Linked DNA regions of Mus musculus: all the other regions are linked to region 4. The links are chromatin contacts, called in public HiChIP or PLAC-seq maps. All regions are on one chromosome and are shown on one strand. The core of a region is the stretch at or near the end of the contact, and the rest is flanking DNA. Distances in the headings are between cores, read along the strand shown. Region 1 overlaps Gfm2 (G elongation factor, mitochondrial 2). Region 2 has its middle 17 kb from the start of Gm33390. Region 3 has its middle 28 kb from the start of Lncenc1. Region 4 overlaps Arhgef28 (Rho guanine nucleotide exchange factor (GEF) 28). Region 5 has its middle 31 kb from the start of Gm41032.

Evidence for each region. HiChIP or PLAC-seq counts read pairs in DNA pulled down with a chosen protein or histone mark.
Region 1: a contact with region 4 is called in an HNF4G HiChIP or PLAC-seq map of pancreatic cancer cells. The contact joins two enhancer-like sites. A contact is called at or near these places in 2 of 115 datasets of contacts at active chromatin or transcription factors (embryonic basal ganglia and pancreatic cancer cells) and 1 of 9 other capture datasets (embryonic stem cells).
Region 2: a contact with region 4 is called in a FOXA1 HiChIP or PLAC-seq map of pancreatic cancer cells. The contact joins two enhancer-like sites. A contact is called at or near these places in 1 of 39 promoter capture datasets (cranial neural crest) and 3 of 115 datasets of contacts at active chromatin or transcription factors (embryonic stem cells and pancreatic cancer cells).
Region 3: a contact with region 4 is called in a FOXA1 HiChIP or PLAC-seq map of pancreatic cancer cells. The contact joins two enhancer-like sites. A contact is called at or near these places in 1 of 115 datasets of contacts at active chromatin or transcription factors (pancreatic cancer cells) and 1 of 9 other capture datasets (embryonic stem cells).
Region 5: a contact with region 4 is called in an HNF4G HiChIP or PLAC-seq map of pancreatic cancer cells. The contact joins two enhancer-like sites. A contact is called at or near these places in 1 of 115 datasets of contacts at active chromatin or transcription factors (pancreatic cancer cells) and 1 of 9 other capture datasets (embryonic stem cells).

The regions. Positions count from the first base shown.
Region 1 is chr13:97,171,542-97,175,350 of GRCm38.p6, forward strand. It overlaps Gfm2 (G elongation factor, mitochondrial 2), which reads left to right. Exons shown (of 21, transcript NM_177266.5): 17 at 1-83; 18 at 971-1,150; 19 at 1,399-1,514; 20 at 3,321-3,503. Among named protein-coding and RNA genes, the nearest start is that of Hexb, 25 kb to the right of the region's middle. Within about 2 kb of position 1,465, at least 15 of the 459 cell types and tissues checked have an H3K27ac peak or open chromatin away from gene starts, as enhancers often do. A contact at or near this core is called in pancreatic cancer cells, where this site is marked.
Region 2 is chr13:97,280,426-97,283,966 of GRCm38.p6, forward strand. No RefSeq gene overlaps it. Among named protein-coding and RNA genes, the nearest start is that of Gm33390, 17 kb to the right of the region's middle. Within about 2 kb of position 1,891, at least 31 of the 459 cell types and tissues checked have an H3K27ac peak or open chromatin away from gene starts, as enhancers often do. A contact at or near this core is called in pancreatic cancer cells, where this site is marked.
Region 3 is chr13:97,404,687-97,408,409 of GRCm38.p6, forward strand. No RefSeq gene overlaps it. Among named protein-coding and RNA genes, the nearest start is that of Lncenc1, 28 kb to the right of the region's middle. Within about 2 kb of position 2,310, at least 38 of the 459 cell types and tissues checked have an H3K27ac peak or open chromatin away from gene starts, as enhancers often do. A contact at or near this core is called in pancreatic cancer cells, where this site is marked.
Region 4 is chr13:97,988,976-97,992,539 of GRCm38.p6, forward strand. All of the region lies in intron 11 of Arhgef28 (Rho guanine nucleotide exchange factor (GEF) 28), which reads right to left. Among named protein-coding and RNA genes, the nearest start is that of Gm34388, 97 kb to the left of the region's middle. Within about 2 kb of position 2,151, at least 4 of the 459 cell types and tissues checked have an H3K27ac peak or open chromatin away from gene starts, as enhancers often do. A contact at or near this core is called in pancreatic cancer cells, where this site is marked.
Region 5 is chr13:98,503,649-98,507,433 of GRCm38.p6, forward strand. No RefSeq gene overlaps it. Among named protein-coding and RNA genes, the nearest start is that of Gm41032, 31 kb to the right of the region's middle. Within about 2 kb of position 1,428, at least 75 of the 459 cell types and tissues checked have an H3K27ac peak or open chromatin away from gene starts, as enhancers often do. A contact at or near this core is called in pancreatic cancer cells, where this site is marked.

The DNA of each region.
Region 1 (3,809 bases), core at 215-2,714, 820 kb before region 4:
GAGGGAGTATGGCCTAGAGACCTATCTAGGGCCTCTGCAGGTGGCATACCGGGAAACCATCTTAAACTCAGTTCGCGCCACAGGTAAAAAATACAACATTTTGGACATTCTGGGTTTGTTTAGTGTTTAGTTGTGTAAACAGAAGTCACAGTTTCCAGTGTCTCCCACAGTTTTACTGTGTGTATTAAAAAAAAATTAGTATAGAAGGCCTGGTGCCACTGCTACCCCCCCCCCACCCATCAGACAAATGTGTTTTCTAGTGGCCGTGGGACAGTGAAATCACTGGCTTGTTCCAGCCCTTACCACTGAAATGGGACTAAGAATTTGAAGTCAATTCATATTTATTGTATGAAGTGCATGAATAATTCCGCTATTTAATACAGTGTCCCTATACAGATAGCATTCTAGAGGAGGTGCAGTTTTTATGTTTCTGTCCTGAATGTCAGCACTCAGGTTTTCTGTATTTGGTTCCCTTAAGCAAAATAACAGTGGTCACTCTTCACCTCAAGGTGAGCAAAGTCTCTGGGTTCAGTCCCTAGTACTTACAAAGAAAATAGAACCCCCTATCCAGAAACAAAACAAAACAAAACACGGAAAGCTGTTTTTCTGTATTTCAGAAAATACTTTACTAGTTTTGGGGGAGGGAGAAACATTAAATATTGCTGAAGGAATATAGGAAATTTAAATTTGGAAATTGGCAGAGGAACAAGGTTTATAGTTTTTATTATCAGCTTTTTATACTCTCTAGATGTCATACAATTTGAGTGTTACCTTTTCCCCAAGGTTGGTACTTTTAAAGACTTAGTTTTGAGGGGTCTCAGATACAAGCAATCTCAGCAAGGGCAGACAGTCTCCTGGGGCAGCCTGTTCCTGGCATCTTTCTTTGGCTTCCTTCATTATCCTGGCAAACGTTGAGCCTCGAGTGCAGGCCCTCCTTATTCTTCACGCATTTCCATGTGTTTGTCCGCAGACACCCTCGATAGGGTGCTTGGAGACAAGCGGCACTTGGTGAGTGCGGAGCTGGAAGTCCGGCCAGCAGAAGAGCCCTGTGCTGTGGCCAAGATCGAGTATGCTGACTGTGTGGGTGAAGACCTGCTGCAGGCCTCTCGGGAGGCCATTGAAAGTGCCGTCCACAGTGCATGCCTCCAGGGTAAGGGACACACACCTGTCTCCTGGTGACTGTTTCTTTTTTTCTCTCATGCTGGAGTTTGAGCCAGGATCTTGGGCGTACTAGCGTGCACTGTGCACTCTGCCTTGATGTTACACTCAGCCTCCGAGTTGGTCCGTGTGCTACAGACACGCCAGTGTTCTCTGTGCTTGGACTTCACATGAATTCTTGCTGCATTGCTCCTTGTTACTGGACTGTGTGTACTGTTGTGCTTTATTCTCCCCACCCAGGACCTCTGCTCGGATCCCCAGTCCAGGATGTGGCAATGACGTTGCACTCACTGATGATTCACCCTGGCACCTCCACAACTATGGTCACTGCCTGCATCTCACGGTGTATGCAGAAGGTACGGAGCACCCTTCATGCTCTGCATTAAGGATGGGCACTGAGGCCAGCACCGCAGATTCCACAGACCTTATGTCACCATGGGGCCACCCAGATCTAGTACCAGTGGGTAAAGGTACTTAGCACCAAAAGCCTGCTTCTGAGTTTAATGCTCAGGAACTGCATAGTGGCTTCAGAACGTTGTCCTATGACCTCTACATGAGCACATACCACACACACAAATGGGATTTAAAACTTTTAAACTAGCTCTTGTATGGGAAATCTTTGATTTCTAAAACTAAATTTTCATTTGAAAGATTTTAGAAATTACTGGTCAGAAAGGTTAAACAAAACATTCTGATTTTACCAAAAGATCTTTCCAAACAAAACCTGGGCCTGTGAAGAGTGCACCTTGTTTAGACATTCCTTTTTTTACTTTTGAGATGTTACAGTTAGCTACAAGCCTGGCTGGGGAGAGGGGAATATATATATATATATTAATTAGATAGATAATCCATCTTTCCAGCCCCAAAGCCTGGTGGATTTAACTGGACAGATCTGAGGTCAGCTTGACATTGGGCTTTAATGTAAAGGACAATGGAAATCTAATGTGAATTTCAACTTCTTTTTAAAGATTATTTTATGTATGTGAGTGCTCTATCTTTGTGTACACCTGCATGCCAGAAGAGGGCATCAAATCCCATTACAGATGGTTGTGAGCCACCATGTGGTTGCTAGTAATTGAACTCAAGACCAGACAGTATTCTTAACTGCTGAACCATCTCTCAAACCTTTAATTTCAAATATTTGAATTTGTCCAAATAAGATTGTTTTCATTAAAAAACAAAAACAAATCAGTCCCATTGAACAACAGATTTAGGCCAAGCATCTTCCATGCATGTGATCACCTGAGTTGTCCTGAGTGTCATGGCCTTCTGCCTCCTGCCTCAGTGGCCCACCAGATCTGATCAACCCCCATGCGGTTTCCCAGTGTGGGAGTACCTTAGCCTAGCACTGGAGAGTAAAGTCACAGGTCACACTGAAGCTTTCAAGCACTAAGTAAGGTTTGAACTGTGTTCTGGGAACAATGGAGAATAAATGTTTTGATCAGTGAAGTATATATAGTCAGAACACAGAAGTGATTGGCATTTGGCACGGGAAAGACAGTCTAGGACAGACAGGAACTAGACGATGTCTGAATCAAGATGCCAGCAACAGGAATAGAAATACTGGTGTTTGCTGGAAAAAGGAAATCAGAGAAGTACATTTAAGCAAACTGAGATCTACTAATGCCATCAGCAAATAAGAAAGGCCAGAGACGTGCTTGGAAAAGAAACTGCTGAGCTAGGCTTGGGGCCCAGTGGGGGACAAGACTGAGTCCTCCGAGATGGGCTGCAGCTACTGCTGGTGTGGAAGCTCTGCAGTGAGGTACTGTTCAGAAGTCTGAAAAGGATAGAGGGCAGCTCTGGGAGGCCAGTCCCTCCCTAAAGGAAGCATTTTTCTCTTATATTTACCCTTTCCCACATGATTGTTTTATCTTGAAAACATGGTCAGGTTCCCTCTGTGGCCGATGAAGTCTAAGATTATAAACTGTAAATACAGAAAGTATTTGTAGACAGTTGTCTTGACTCTTGCCTTTGTTGTTGGCTTTTTGAGGTGCTCTCCTGTGCTGTTCTTTCCAGCATGTGGCCACTGTACAAGTTCTAACTTCTTGGCTCCTTATACAGTGAGCTCCCCAGAGCCCTCTGCTCAGGAATATAGGAATTAGCCTTCCTCTGTCTTCCGTGTACTGGAATAGAAATTTGTTCAGTTTATGAAATCTCTTCAGGCCCTGAAGAAAGCTGACAAACAGGTGCTGGAACCTCTGATGAGTCTCGAGGTCACAGTGAGCAGGGAGTACCTCAGCCCTGTCCTGGCAGACTTGGCACAAAGAAGAGGGAACATTCAGGAAATCCAGACTCGCCAAGACAACAGAGTTGTTCTAGGATTCGTTCCTCTAGCAGAGATTATGGTGAGTTTGCATTTGACATGTACACGTTGTTTACTCTAGGAGATGACCCCGACAGTGCGAGTGACACTGTGGGCATTGGGCTTGGGTTTAGAGAATGCATGCCAAGGTTTCAGCCACCATGAAACTTTGCCTTCAGTGGTGGCTGAGAACTTGGGAACACGTTACTTCCAATCACAGAGCCACAAAGATTAAGGCACAGTGTCTCAAATGTGGTCAGGCTGTTAACTGTCTAACCCCTGCTTCCATGTATTTTCTTATAAATTTTGGGGCCAGCATCCTTCTCTTCCCCACCCAGGCACTTCTGCC
Region 2 (3,541 bases), core at 641-3,140, 710 kb before region 4:
GGGCTAAATGGAGGGAAATCAGCCTTCGGAATTCTATGTGGAACAGTCACTTATATTAAAAAGAAAAAAGGCTGGGTGTGGTGGCACACATCTTTAATGCCAACACTTGGGAGACAGAGGCAGTCCAATCTTTTTGAGTTCAAGACCAACCAGGTTATGTGGAGACATTGTCAAAAAAAAAAAAAAAAAAAAAGAAAGAAAGAAAGAAAGAAAGAAAGAAAGAAAGAAAGAAAGAGGGAAGAAAAAGCAAGATTCTGGTGGCTGGAGATAGTCTGGAAAATAAAAGAGCCAAATGTAAACTATAATTTTCTTCTTTTTTCTTTTTTAATTAATTAATTTAAAACAAACAAAACCTACTTTCAAAATCGTGCTATGATTTGTATCTTGACTGTCTCCTAAAGGTCCATGTGGGACGGCTCTGGTCCCCAAGATAACATATTAAGGCTTGAAAGGACTTGTTTTTTTTTTGTTTGTTTGTTTGTTTTTGTTTTGTTTTGTTTTGTTTTGTTTTTTTTTTTTTTGGATTTTCGAGGCTGTCCTGGAACTCACTGTGTAGATCAGGCTGGCCTCGAACTCAGAAACCCGCCTGCCTCTGCCTCTGTGCTAGGATTAAAGGCGTGCGCCGCCACGCCCGAGGTCTGAAAGGACTTTTGAGAGGTAGGGACTAGTGAGGGAGTCAGGTCTCAGAGGTTGTGTTCATTTTCTTTCCCGTTGCTACGATCAGACAAAAAGGGACAAGGGGTTCATTTTGATTTCTGTGTTCAGAAGTTTAGGTGCATCATGGCAGGAAGGCGTGGCTGAGCTCTCAGGGTAGGACAGTGTGACAGGGTCATTTTACTTCATTGTATGTTAGGGAGGAGAAGGCTTAGGTTAGTCTCAAAGGTCTCACAGAGCTGTCCTATGAGAGGCCTGGAAGGGGACACTCTGAACTTAAATCACAGTAGGGGTCCTCTCTTGAAGGACAGAGTGGGACCTCTACTCTTGTTCTTTCTGATTTTGTTTCTTCCTCATGAAATGAATGGTTTTACTCCATCCTGAGATGTTTCAAACCCCTGCCAGACATTGACATTAAAGGCCTGATGGAAACTCTGACACCGGGAGTCAGATCAAGCCCTTTCTCTTTACATGTTAATTACCTTGGGTATTAGACTGATAGAAAGCAGACAGACACACATTATAAAACTTGAAAAAAAAAAAAAAACTTGAAGCTATCACTAATAACACATCAGGGCACAGGCTATAGGATAAATGAGTGAACAACAGGGATCCCGTTCTGGGGAAAGACAGAAAAAAAAATGCCACTAAGGGAAATGGCTGAGTTTTCCAGAACTTTTAGATATTGACATCATTTAAGCGGAGTCATTACAATGAAGTCTGTGGTATATAATTGAGAATTATCCAGTTACATAGGTAACGTAGGGGTTTTTTTTTCCCTTCCCTGTTTCCTTTTCAATTGCCTGAAAAGCTTCCGATTGTCATGTTCCCTGAGCCACTTTTCAGTCCTTTTTGGCCACCCCTGCATCCCTTTAGCTTCACTTGGGAAGCCAGACGCTTAGAGCCCTCCAAGACTGGAGGCTAGGGACTCCAAATCCTAATTCTTACGGACCCATCATTGCCTGGCTACAGTGATCAGTGACATCAGAAGTTGTTACATGGAAAGTTTACAGCGCTCTTAGCTGAAATGAGCAGACTGGGCAGGCGCGCTGCAGAGTCTGGAGAGAGAAGGCCATTCATTATAAGACATCCGGGAAAAGCTGGAGAAAGATTAGACCGGCCCCTCTCCTCCCTCCTAGCCATCTTCCAGGCTTCAGACAAGCATCTTTCCCTCCTACATGCAGTCCTTGGCTTTCGCTGGACCTCTCACCCTGCTCACGGCCACAGCTTGTAGCGCGTTCTTACTCCTACCCACAATCCCATCTTGTCCTGTTGTACTAAGCCCCATGAGAGCTCCGAGGGCTTATCCAGTTTACTTCTCGCCATTTCGCCAGTACCAAGACCAGAAAGAGGCCTGGTATGCACTGGGTGCCGAATAAATATTTGTTTAATGGATGAATTTTTCCGGTGTGATCTAAACTAGAGAAAGAACTCTTGGCACAGAACCAAATACTGATAGCTCTGTAACCTACTAAACGCTTTATTATTTTTTTCCTTTAGATTTTTCATTCCAGCTTCACACACACACACACACACACACACACACACACACACACACACACACACACACACACACTCATGCACTCACGGACGCACGAACGCAAGCACGCAAGCACGCAAGCACACATACACGTACTTACGCAAACCCTGCAGGTACAGGTGCATGTTCTTTGATTTCTTTAGCACTCACTAAGTTCAAGAAGATTGTACTTGGCCTGAGTGATGAAAACAGGCTTCGCTTTAGGCAGACATTTGAAACCCCAACTAAGCGCCTTTTAAAGCCCCTTAGAAAACCAAATGCATGCAAATAGCGCTTTCCTGAAAACACAGGTTAGCACACATTAAGAAACGACCGCAAGCCAGGCGGGCTTTCTGGAGACGCTCTCCCCCTCCCCCAGGCTCGGTTTTCTGAGATTCCTAATCAATGCTCCCACTTAGCATATCTGTCATTCTGAAATCCCCACTTCCTTGCCTTTTGTAAACTCAAAATTCTTGGAATTCAACTTAGAGGCCCAAAGCACCTTGTACTTCTTTGCACTTAACAGTTATTGAGCACGTGGCTAGGAGCTGACCCGAGTGCAAACGGAGAGATTTTAATCTTTCAAATGAGATTGCACCTGCACTCTGAGGAAGCTAAAGGGAGTTTACAGGATGATTAGCTCATGGTCTAGTTGGGACTTCGGGTCCTTGTGAGGAAGTCCTTGGCCTGGTAAGTCTTAAGCACCGACTCTCTCTCTCTCTCTCTCTCTCTCTCTCTCTCTCTCTCTTAGGAACGTTTCATGAAAATAACTGTACACTGTTTGAATGAAGAAATGAGAGGGCATCTTCTCAGAAGCTGAGGTAGTCTTTCTTCTGTAATGAGCTTTGAGTAGCAGAGGGATAAAGCATTGGTCTTCCAAATATAACAAGGAGGACAAATGAAAATATAAAAGAGAGATTTGAGATGGAAAAAAAAGAAGAAAATAAGAGAGATAAGAAAAGAAGAAACAGCTAAACGTGTGCCTACCCTTTTATGGAACTTTTCAGGGAGAGAATTTTGAGGTGCTCTGACTCCCCAGATAAGAGCTGATTCCCTGTTTGCAGAGGAACACACACACACACAGCTTTCCATCTCCATGTTTGGTGCCCACAGCCTCATGACAGATCTTCCATGGTGGTTCTTATGACGTTGTGCAAAGCCCCTGGAAGACTCCTTCTGCAGGTCACTTCCCTAAACCTGTGTTTAATGGGGAGGTGGGGAGAAAGGAGGGAGAAAAGGAGGAGGGAGAGCCACCTGGAAGAAGCACACCTCCACATATACCCCTGCATGCCTTCTCAGGCAGGTCCCACCTGCAGCCTGTGGCCCCCATGCACAACAGAATAGTCCTGAGTGAGGCTCCAAATGCAA
Region 3 (3,723 bases), core at 1,060-3,559, 580 kb before region 4:
CATATATGCTAAGTGAAGTAAGTCAGACCATTCAGAAAAATACTGTGAGTTCTCATTTATGTGTTAATGTGAAGAAAAAATTGATCTATCTATCTATCTATCTATCTATCTATCTACATATACATATATATATATGGTTACTAGAGGCTAAGAAAGGTGGGGGATTGAGAGATTTAAACCATGGGTCCACAGAGATAACAAGTTCTAGTATTAATAATAACGTATTACATAGTTGGTGAATAACTAGAAGGGAAGTCCCAAACAGAAAGTAATATTCCAGTGAGTAATGTTATCACTCACCACTATTTGATCAGTGTGCATTATAGTTTATATTATATAAATGGGTTGAGACATTACACTATTGTGTGACAAAACCTTTCCTGAGGATACATAACACACATGTCTACTCACCCCAGATAGGAATCCCATGACAGGCCAAAGTATGGATACCAAAGTCCAATTTGATGAACCAATGAATTTTTTTGGAGTTACTTAGAGGAGCAGAAATAACTCAAAGCCCACCCAAGCATGGGTGACAGCTCACAAAAGCTGGAAAATCTGCGGCTCACTGCATAGCCGACTGGTAGCTCAGCAGGATGGACAGTGTCCTTTTCAACTGATTCTGGTCTAAACCTCTTCCAAGCAGCTTGACTGGTTTCTGCTTCTTTCAGGCAGCTGGTAATTGCCTCAGAATCCTCTTTGCAGCTTTGAGAGAGACTTCCAGCTTTGATTGCTCACTCTGGCAGGGAAGGACCTAGTGAATCTGCTCAGTTTCAGGAACTTCCTGAAGCTATTTATTTTGAGTTCCTTTCCAGCTTACAGAGCTCCCTTTGGAGGGAAGGAATGGATGGGTCTTGGAGGAAACTGTTGCACAACATATACTGTGTCTATAAGTACCACAAGTCAATCAAAAGTCTTAAAAATGTCTAAGGAGATGGAAATGTTTATTGGTTGCTTGGATCATTACATTACACACACACACACACATATAATATATGTAATATATATTATATGTGTGTGTGTGTGTATATATATATATACTGAGCTTGTACATTATATACTGTAAATCTGTACAATTAAAATAATTTAAACTTTCTTATATCTGAAAATACACATTATCTTTTGGTTTTTATTTTTGTTAGTACTTTTTTTGTTGTTGTTTTCGAGACAGGGTTTCTCTGTGTAGCCCTGGCTGTCCTGGAACTCACTCTGTAGACCAGGCTGGCCTTGAACTCAGAAATCTGCCTGCCTCTGCCTCCCAAGCGCTGGGATTAAAGGCGTGCACTGTTAGTACATTTTTTTAACAGAGTAATGTTTAATGTTTTATGTGAGCTGAATATTGTGATGCCTCTAATACCAATACTTGGCAGACTGAGACAAGAGAATTCTGAATTTGAAGCTAAGTTGTTATTCAACATAGCAAGACACTGTCTGAAGAAGTTAGAAAAAAAAGATTTATATGGTCAAACAACACAAATGTATATTTATTAAACTGTCAAATGTGGGCTCTTGTTATGCAGTTTTTATGTAAATAAAATGAATTGAAAGTCATATGCCAATAAGACCTTGTGGGCTTCACTCATATGTAAGAAGCTATTCCACTCCTGGTATTAGTTCACAAAGAAACGCCCTTCTCCCTTGCTCTGATTCCTATGGGGCTATGTAAACTCTCCGTGTAACTACAATCAACATGTCTGTTTCCCTACTCTACTGCAGTCTAGACTCATATCTGTCAGTCCTCAATGCACAGCAAATCTCCTTCCACCTTTGTTGACTAAAGGACAAGATCAACCTCTGCGAATGGAGAGACCATAGAGGGATGTGTAAGCATTCGTACTACACCTGCGTCCTGAGGCTGTGGGTGACGGCTCAGAAACGAGAAACTCTCCACACAGATTTCACAGTAGCTACTGAACTGATCAGTACTAGAGGCAGTACTGCGAGGATGCCCCTGCCCCTGCCCCTCCCCTCAAGTGTCTCATTTCTGTGGCTTAAATGGCATGTGTGCTTTTATGTAAGAGGAGAAGCTGATGTGAGGGCATGACACACACATGAGCACACACACACACACACACACACGAGCACACACACACACGAGCACATACGGCCAATGGTGTGAAGCACAGGATGAATGTAGAGATCAAAGGATAATCAGTATTGGTCCTTGCCTTCCCTTTCCCTCTCGTTGTTGTTTGCCTTCCCTTTTCCTCTCGTTGTTGTTTGCTGTGCACTCCAGAGCAGCTGGCCTATGCGTTCCCAGGGATTCTGTCTCCACCTCCCATCTGGTCATAGGTTTGCTTGGGTTACAGACACGTGCTACCACACCCAAGCTTTATGTGGTTTCTGAGGAATCTAAACTTAGTTCTCACACTTGTACAGTAAATGCTTTATGCACTGAGCCGTTTCTTCAGCTCCCTGATGCACACACAGTCTTATCTCAGTAAAGGCTTGTGTGCGGGAGGGGTTGGGGGGGAATGGAGGTGGGTTCTGACTTCTGAAAGGAAGGTATATTCCTCGAGGAACTAGGACATGTCAATTTCATCTTATTACCTACAATGGCCAGAAAATTGCTGAACGAATCAGAGATGCTCGGTGAATAGTCAGGGATTGTAAATGGCCTTTTCTTTTGCGAATTGTTATTCTGAGCAATTTTGTGCAAAATAAGGCTTTTGAAGACCTTTGGTCCATTTTCATTTTTAAGCTAATGCTTAAAAAATATTCAGATTGAGAGTAAATCTGTATAGAATACCAGATTTCCATAGACTAGACAGGTTGTTATTAGTACCTCGTTTTGAATTCTCGTTTTAGCCCACAGTTCCCTTGCAATTTTACCTCCCAATCCCAATGTCGGGAAGATTCCTCTCATCTAAAGCAGCTGCTTCTCCCTGAACTCTATAAAGTCATTTGTTGCTCCTGCTTCTTGCTCTTTCTCAGTGTCTGCTAGAGGCAGACAGCAGGACATCAGCTAAGGACTGGTGAAAACTAGGTAGCAAGCAAAGCAATTTGCAATGCTAAAAGACTCAGCGTCCCACAGGTTAGAAGGAGCTGCTAGCAACATAGTAGCTGTGTGAAAGGGAGTTTTAACTGTGCCATCAACAACTGGCTTTATTGGCTCATTTAGAAAAGAAAATAAAGGGAAAGAAAATCCAAGAGCAAAATGCTATTTGAAATTCCCTTTTGTGGGCCAATCAGGGTAAAGGTGCATTGTGGGCCAGTGAGGGTAAAGATGCTGGCTGTGTTTGCTGCCAAACCTAGCAACCAGAGTTCGATTTTTGTCCCTTATGGTGGAAGTAGAGAATGGATTATTGCAAGTTGTCCTCTGACCTCCACGTCTGCACCATGGCACTTGTGTGCCCCCCCCCAAAGTAAACAATATTAAAAAAATTGATAAAACTCTGAAACACTTTCTACATTCTATGTTGTAGTTACTTCTTTTAACTACTGTTATTACTATCATTAACATTTTCAGCCTGAAGTATAACTTTTTGCAAATTATGTCTCCATGTTTTATTGTGATAAAATACATAGAACATACATTTGACCCATTTGTAGCTACGTACTTTAGATTTAGTGATGGTGAGTTTCTAGTCTTGCAGGTTTTAGGCACTAGGGTTTTTCTTAAGATTTCTGCCAGATTCCCAGGACTGCTGAAGGACAAAGAGTCGATTCGATGCTTGGTATTGTATGAATGAATCCAAACCTTATCGTATCTAAAGCTTTTAG
Region 4 (3,564 bases), core at 901-3,400:
GTTGGTATTCATCCCCACAGCTGGAGAGCCAGGAGGGCAGAGGTGAGCATGCAGAGAGACAGTGAAGCGCTCATCTCGATAGGACAAGACAAAGGTCAGAAATAAGTCACCCATGAAGCCTCATGGATGTCACATGAGACAATAATCTCCAAAGTTAAAGACACTGAAAATCTCAGAAAGATGTAAAGATTCTTCCTGATTGCAGCTTTTTTCTTCCCATGTAACTTTCATAACCATAATGTCAGAGGACAGAATGCAAGTGTACACGTTCAAGGTTCAGTCCCTTATAACATTTACATTTTAAACCATTCCACTAAGCATCAAGGCCATGGGTGGTCATGGGTGGCCGTGGGTGGTCATGGGTGGTCATGGGTAGTCATGGGTATCATAGGTATCATGGGTGGTCATGGGTGGCCATGGGTGGTCATGAGTGATCCCGGATGGCCATGGGTACATTAAAATGAAATGTACTTTTTAGCATATTTTCTTGGCTGTTTCAGTGGTAGAAGATGGGTTTTTTTTTAATCCAACACAATACTGGAAAATCATCTTATTAGGACTGCAAACAACAGAAAATGAAATTTTGAATAGCCCAGTTTGGATTTTCTTTTTTTAAACAGGCTATTTTAGTGGAATATTGATTATATAAATTAAATGACTCTCAAATAGAGTTCTTACTCCACGCTTATAATTTAAACTTCAGATCAATTTCTAGCCCTGAGTTAGTCCCTGGGCACAGGAAGGCCCTTGGAAACCTGTTAGTAACTGCAGGCTCCTCTTCCAAGAGCTCATTGCAATCTTTTCCTTAGCATGGAGCAGAAGAGAGATCTGGAGGCATGTTTCTACTTTATTTATTTCCTCATTCAAATGAGGAGTAATTCCAGCCACACAGGCAACACCTCCTCTGTGACTGGAGCTGCTCTGATAGCATACCTCTGAGGGCAGACTAGGAACGACTGACACCTCCCACCTCCCACCTCCCCTCCGCTCCTCTCTGAGTCGGTTAGAGTCTTTAATTTTAATGAAAAATGAAGCTTGGTATAAATATTCCTGATAAATGTTATTGGTTTGGAGTTATAGTAGATTATAGCTAGTTCAAGATTCTGCATGGTCTCCTAACACACAGTCTAAGATTGGAGAAACACGTGCATCAGAGCGTGCCTGATTAGAGTTTTCAGCTATGGTCTCCGCGCTGGTGAAGTGGACTCTGTCAGTGCGCAGTAATATCCTACTGTGGGTCTGCCACCTTCCGGTTACAGTACAAGGTATTCTATCGCTGTGCACACTTCCTGGATGCTCCATCACTATCTTACTTTCAGCACTAGGAAACAGTGACAACTCTTCTCTGTCCAAGCCTGGAAGGCACTCTTCATGGTTGCCTGTAGACTTTATGGTCATAGCCCACTAATGGGATGTCAGGTGGATCCATTAGGCTATAATCAGAACTTTCCTTTACAGTGACATAAAGTGTAAGATCCCAGAACACATTCCACAGGCCACTGTATAAAACTGCTTTTTTTTTTTTACCCTGTGGATTATGATGAGACAGAGAAGTGTTTGAGGCATGTGAGTTTTAAAATCACACAAATGGTTGTTTCCCGTCAACTAAGGTTTTGTTACTTGATATTTTAAAATAGTCATTTTATGGCTTATTTTGCTTCTTGATTTCTTAAAAGAGCTATGGACTTTAAGTAATATAATCACTACATCCTATACATATGAAATTGTTGGGTTTTCCAGAAAGTTAACTTTTTTGGGGGGGGGGATATTTTCTTTTTCATTTCAAATGTTATCCCCTTTCCCTGTTTCCCATCCTCCCAGAAACCCCCTATCACATCCTCCCTCCCCCTGCTTCTATGAGGGTGCTCCTCCACCCACCCACCCACCCACTGCCACCTCCCCACTCTCCATTCCCCTACACTGGGACATCTATGGAGCCTTTGTAGGACCAAGGATCTCTCCTTCCCTCGATGCATGACAAGGCCATCCTCTGCTACATATGCAGCTGGAGCCATGTGTACTCCTTGGTTGATGGCTTGGTCCCTGGGAGAAAGTTAACTTTTATGACAAACAGTCACAGAAGGAAAAGACTCTGGAATGAGTCATTCCAGCCACACGGTCAACGCCTCTGTGACAGGAGTCGCTGATAGCATCCAACTGAGGGCAGACTAGGAACGACTGACACCTCCCACCTCCCCTCAGCTGCAGCTGCCACAGGAGATGACTTGGCCTCGCGAAACTCCCATGGTGGAAAACAGAGTGACCCAAATGCACCCGGCTACACAGCTCAATCTGAGACATCAGCTCACATTCTGGCTGATAATGGGAAACCTACAGTGTGTTGATGTTTCTGCTACCATGAGTGTGCTGTGTTCCCAGTTGGAAAGGATCCAAAGAGAACGTTATTTTATAATACCTTGACTAAAACTGAGAAAGAACTGTGGAAACAAATAACCTATCCATGGGCTATTTGTCCCAGGGTAAATTGTAATCATAATTTGTTATTGTCTCCTTAGGGAAAGTAAGTTAACTGTGGCCAACACGCTGTGACCTGAAGACAACCATGACTTTGCCACTAGGATTTCAGACTGGTTGAGATACCATGGTAAACCCAAACTTCCCAAAATTGTTAGTGTGGCCGAGATTTTTTTTCTGCTTCCTGCTCATCTTTTCTACGAGCTCTTGCATCCTTTGGGCACAGAGGCAGGGATTGAGAACGGGTTCTGCGAACTTCTGCTGTCCTGCTAAGCTGAGAAAGGTCTTCTGTGGCTTTTAGATACAGGATAGGCAGAAAGCTGCAGCATGTGGATTCTAGTGTGTGGCCCCATCAAACATGGCTCTAGCCCTCAGGAAATGGAAGATTCATCTAAGTTAACCTAGTCCCTATACCATCTACACTTTTGACTGTGTGGCCCCTAAATTTCTCTTTCCTGTCTCTCGTGCTATTGATCACTTTGGTAAATTTCACTGCGTGGTTTCTGTCTCTCAGGCTCCACACTCCCATGGTAGCAGGCACTGCTGGGATGGAGCTGTAGTCAGCTCAAGGCAACAAAGGATTATCTGCAGCCACCGGCCTGGCCTCCCGGCCATCATTCCTGCATCTCTCAAGATGGAGAGAGTGCACACGAGTGGGCTAGCCTGTGGAAGCAGCCTGACAGAAGGTGTTCTCAGCAAACCAGCCTCTCCTTCTTCCTCCGAGTAACTGTGTGTGTGTTGGCTGAATAGGTGGGTGGATAGGGAGACATCTGATAGGTACTGTGCAGTCCAGGCTGACCTTGAGCTTGTAATCTTCCTACTTCTGTCCCCTGAGTCCTGGCTTAGTTTTTCTGATATTCTAAAAAAGGAAAATCTCTGTATTTGTAGCAAGTGGATTTTTAAAATTCCCAGAACAGGAACATGAAAATACAAATCTGAAGTTCTGGGAATATTTTTATTAGGAGAGCAGAATAACTATGTGTGCTTCGTCTGCCTTCTATGACTAAATTGTCTCTTTAAACAATCAACTTCTTGAGATCTGAGGGGCACTTAACATAGCCAAAAGATTCTGCCAGAATGTGTTAAGTC
Region 5 (3,785 bases), core at 178-2,677, 510 kb after region 4:
GCTTGATTGGCACGAGGCTGGCTTGTAAAGAAATGGTAAGAGCCATCACTAGTTTAATATATTTCTATGCTCCCATGCAGGGTAAATTACAGGATAATGGGGCGCAGGCGATGGTAAGCTCTGTTTATATAATCCATTTCTTCACACGAGTTCCCATTGCCTCCCCTTCCCTTTGCTGTGTGTGGTGGTTCTCTGATCCCTTGACCTCGGCCATGTGTTTTCACTTTTTCTTCTGATCTCAATTCCATGACCAGCGGGGAATAAAATACAAATTGAATAGTAACCATTCACAGGCCGCTCTTTTCAAACTGTTGTTAAAACCTCTTTGTCTTGTCTAGCGGTTGATAGATAAATGCGTTCTGTTTTTCCTGACTTTCCCCCCCTGCCTTTCTTCTTCCTTCTCTCCCCCCCACCCCCGCCTCTTCTTGGCCAAGAAAAAAAAATAACTCTCCTCCAATTATACGCTTTAAAAATTAAAACCCACACCTCCTTTCAAACTATCTCCTGAGCGTCCCGCGCTCTCCCGGGTCAGCCCATTGGTTCGGGGCGGCCGTAGGAGACTCCGGAGGATTCACCTCGTGGAATAAAAGAACGGGGCAGCTGAGCGGGGATGGGGGCGAAGCACGGTGCCCCCGTGTGAGGTCCGCGCCATTGTCCCCGCCTGAAGGTTCATTTAACCGAGAACCTGTACTGCCTCTGATCTCTTCGCACAGCTCCCAGAATGGGTTCGGCTGGCTGGGACCGCCCCTCCTAGAAATTCCGAGGGCCGAGGGGCGAGGGAAGTTAGAGTGATGGGAGGGGGGCCACACCCCCTTCGCCAGTCCCCGTTCTTTTCTCTTTTGATGGCTCGTCCAGCTAGGAGGGCGAGGTGGACCCGAGAATGAACTGGTTTTACATCTCAAGTCCCCAAAGCGACACAAGGCGTCCTGGTTTCTGACCTGCCCTTCCTATCCAGAGTCAGTCTCTCTCAGTCTCTCTCTCTCTCTCTCTCTCTCTCTCTCTCTCTCTCTCTCTCTCTCTCTCTCTCTCTCTCTCTCATCCCCCCGCCCCCCACCTCCGGAGCTGCGGCTCCAGACTGCTCAGGCAAAAGCAACTAATTGTAACTGGGCGATCCACAGCCCGCCCCTCTCTTCCCAAGAGCTTCCTTAGAGGGAGGGAGGTCAAGGGCGCGGCTCGCCTTTGTCACTCCACTGCCAGGGCTGGAGGAAAGTGGAGGGTGGGCAGGCGTGGCCCTTCTCCCCGCAGCGCTGGACAGCGGGGCTCAGCCTCTAGGGTTGCACAGAGCATCTCCTGGGGAGCCGGCCTGCGCCGCCCGGTCTGCTGCAACGAACGTCGCCCCAGGTCCCCGCGGGCAGTGCGGGCGGGCGGAGCGCACGGCGGGGCGGGGACCTCGGTGCCGCCCGACTGCTGGCGGCAGCGGGGTAGGGTTTCCCGGGCCGCGCTGGGCGATGCCGCCTGACAGCGCCCTTCGCCAGGGGCCGAGTACCTGTAAGCTGAGCCTGGCTCACATGCTTCACATTAAAGCTCCGTGCCTAGTGCCTTCGTGCTCCCCCCCCCCCCAACCTTCTTCTCCTCCGAAAGGGTTCTTATAAACTTCCCTTCGTTTATCTAGCCTGGTTTTCATTGCTCCAGTTTTGCATGGGTTGACTTTGTTTAGTTTATTAACCCACGGGGTTACTTTAACTAAACATTTGGGCTGAATACTTTGGGATTGGATTTCAACGTTTTCTAACGAAATTACGGAGGTTTTTGAAGCCGCACAGAAAACGCTGTGTTGAGTTTATTAGTCAATTTAACAGACTATAAGTGGGGTGGGGGGGTGCATTTAGGACAGTTCCAGTTCGTACCCATCCGATGGAAGAAGCTAGCCAAGGCCGCAGGATGTGCACCCCGGCGGCCTCGGGGGTTCCCAGGCCTCCTCCACTTGCTCGCAGCATGGTTCCTGGGTGCACCAAGCTCCCGACAAGCAGGCGACACAGCCCCCCCACCCCAGACCAGCTGCACTACCTAGAAGGTCCCTCCCAAGCTATCCCCTCTGCTCTGGTGGGAAGTTCTGTTTTGTGCCAGCTGTAGAGGGCTCGATGTCTTCCCTCGTGAGGCCATGAAGGGAAACCTGACTGTGGTGGAATATTCCAGAAAGAGTAGAAGTCAATGGATTTAATTAATGAATTAAATGGATTTAGCTAATGAAAGAGCTACCTGGGCAGGTATGTGGAAGAGGGCAGAGGTCGTGTGGGGTCCGGTGGACAACGACCAGTGGGCTAGTTCACCCCTGGCCACAATGTGCCACCAAACCCACTGGAGCCTCTTCCCCCAAGTTTAAAGAGCGGGGATATCCCAGGGGTTGGACTCGGTGGGACCTGTGGCCTCTCACCTCCAGCTTGACTTGAGGCAGAAGCAAGGAAGGTTATCCAGCACTGCCAGAGACAGGGAACTTTCTCCTCCGCTTTCTGCCATTCACAGGCCCTTGGCTTCTGGATTTGAGCCTGGTGCCAGCTAAGAGTTGGCTTAGCCAAACTGTCCGTGATCTTTGGGCATCTCAGACAACACTGAAGACTGTAGTGGCGATCAAGTGAGAAGCACCAGAAAGTGGGCTTGTGAGGAGGAGCTTCGGTTTGCTTGGGCAATCACAAGTGGGAGGGAGAAAAACACTGAGAGTTTTTTAGCCTAATCCCAGGCTGAAACTCCCGAATTTCACACTGTGAAAACAGGTGTTTTCACTACCACAGCAAGCTACCAGGACCCCAACTGACAACACTTTAAGGTTTTATTTTGTAAGAAAGGAGGTCAATTATTGAAAAGAGCCAAAACAAGTAGAATAGGAAAATATTCTAGTTTTGTTCCTCAGCCCCCGCTAATTTTTTGTCACTGGGGGCAACTACTGTTTGTCTTTTGTGAGTAATTCTAGAGAAAGTAGTTTTTTAAAAGACTTATCTATCACTTTGCCCTGTGCCTTGCTTTTCCCCTCTGACACCTATGTGTTTCCTGATGCCTCCAAGCCGCTGAGAGGACCTCCTCTGCTTAGCAGCTCTTCTGCCACCTCCAACTTTCCTTGGCCTTACTCTGCCAATACTTAACCAGGCTGATGGTCGAAGAGATCCTCCCCCAGTGAGGACATCCATCACATTAGATGGGTGTCAGTTATTCGAGTTGGTTCCTTACTAGGTTGACTGGTTAGTTGTTGATTTGGTTGATAGTGGTTGCTTGGTGAGTGGGTTGATAGTATTTGTCACTCTGCCTGTCTACCTTACACTTCCTCCTGATAAGCTCTGCTTCCAACCCCTCCCCAACCTCAAGTACCTATTTGTCCCATTCTCTTTGCCAGAAGTCCTGCTCCTTCCATTCTCTTCATAGGTCTCTCTAGGACCTTCTAATGCTTTGGAATACCTCTTTCCAATGATCATTGGTCAAATATTCCACCACTCTGGTCAGCACATCTTCATTCAAGGCCCACTCCTTTGAAATCACTTCTTTCTCTCCGCTCTGTGGTAAATTATCTTGACAGCACTTATGTCAAGTTTGAAGACTCATCTGGGTTTTGTCCTACCTTCCCTTGCAGATCATAAACAGTTAACTCTTAGCACATAGAGGCAAATACCGATTTGTTGTTGTTGTTGTTGTTGTTGACATCCTCAACAGCCTTTCTGTGCCTTTAACCTGGGAAGACCATGAGGAAGAAAAGAAAGCTGTAGTAAACATTGACAATGTTCTTCTTACTCAAATGCCTCCTTAGGCATCGTCAGACTCTTCTTAGCACAGATCTCATTGGAGCCTGACTAATTCAA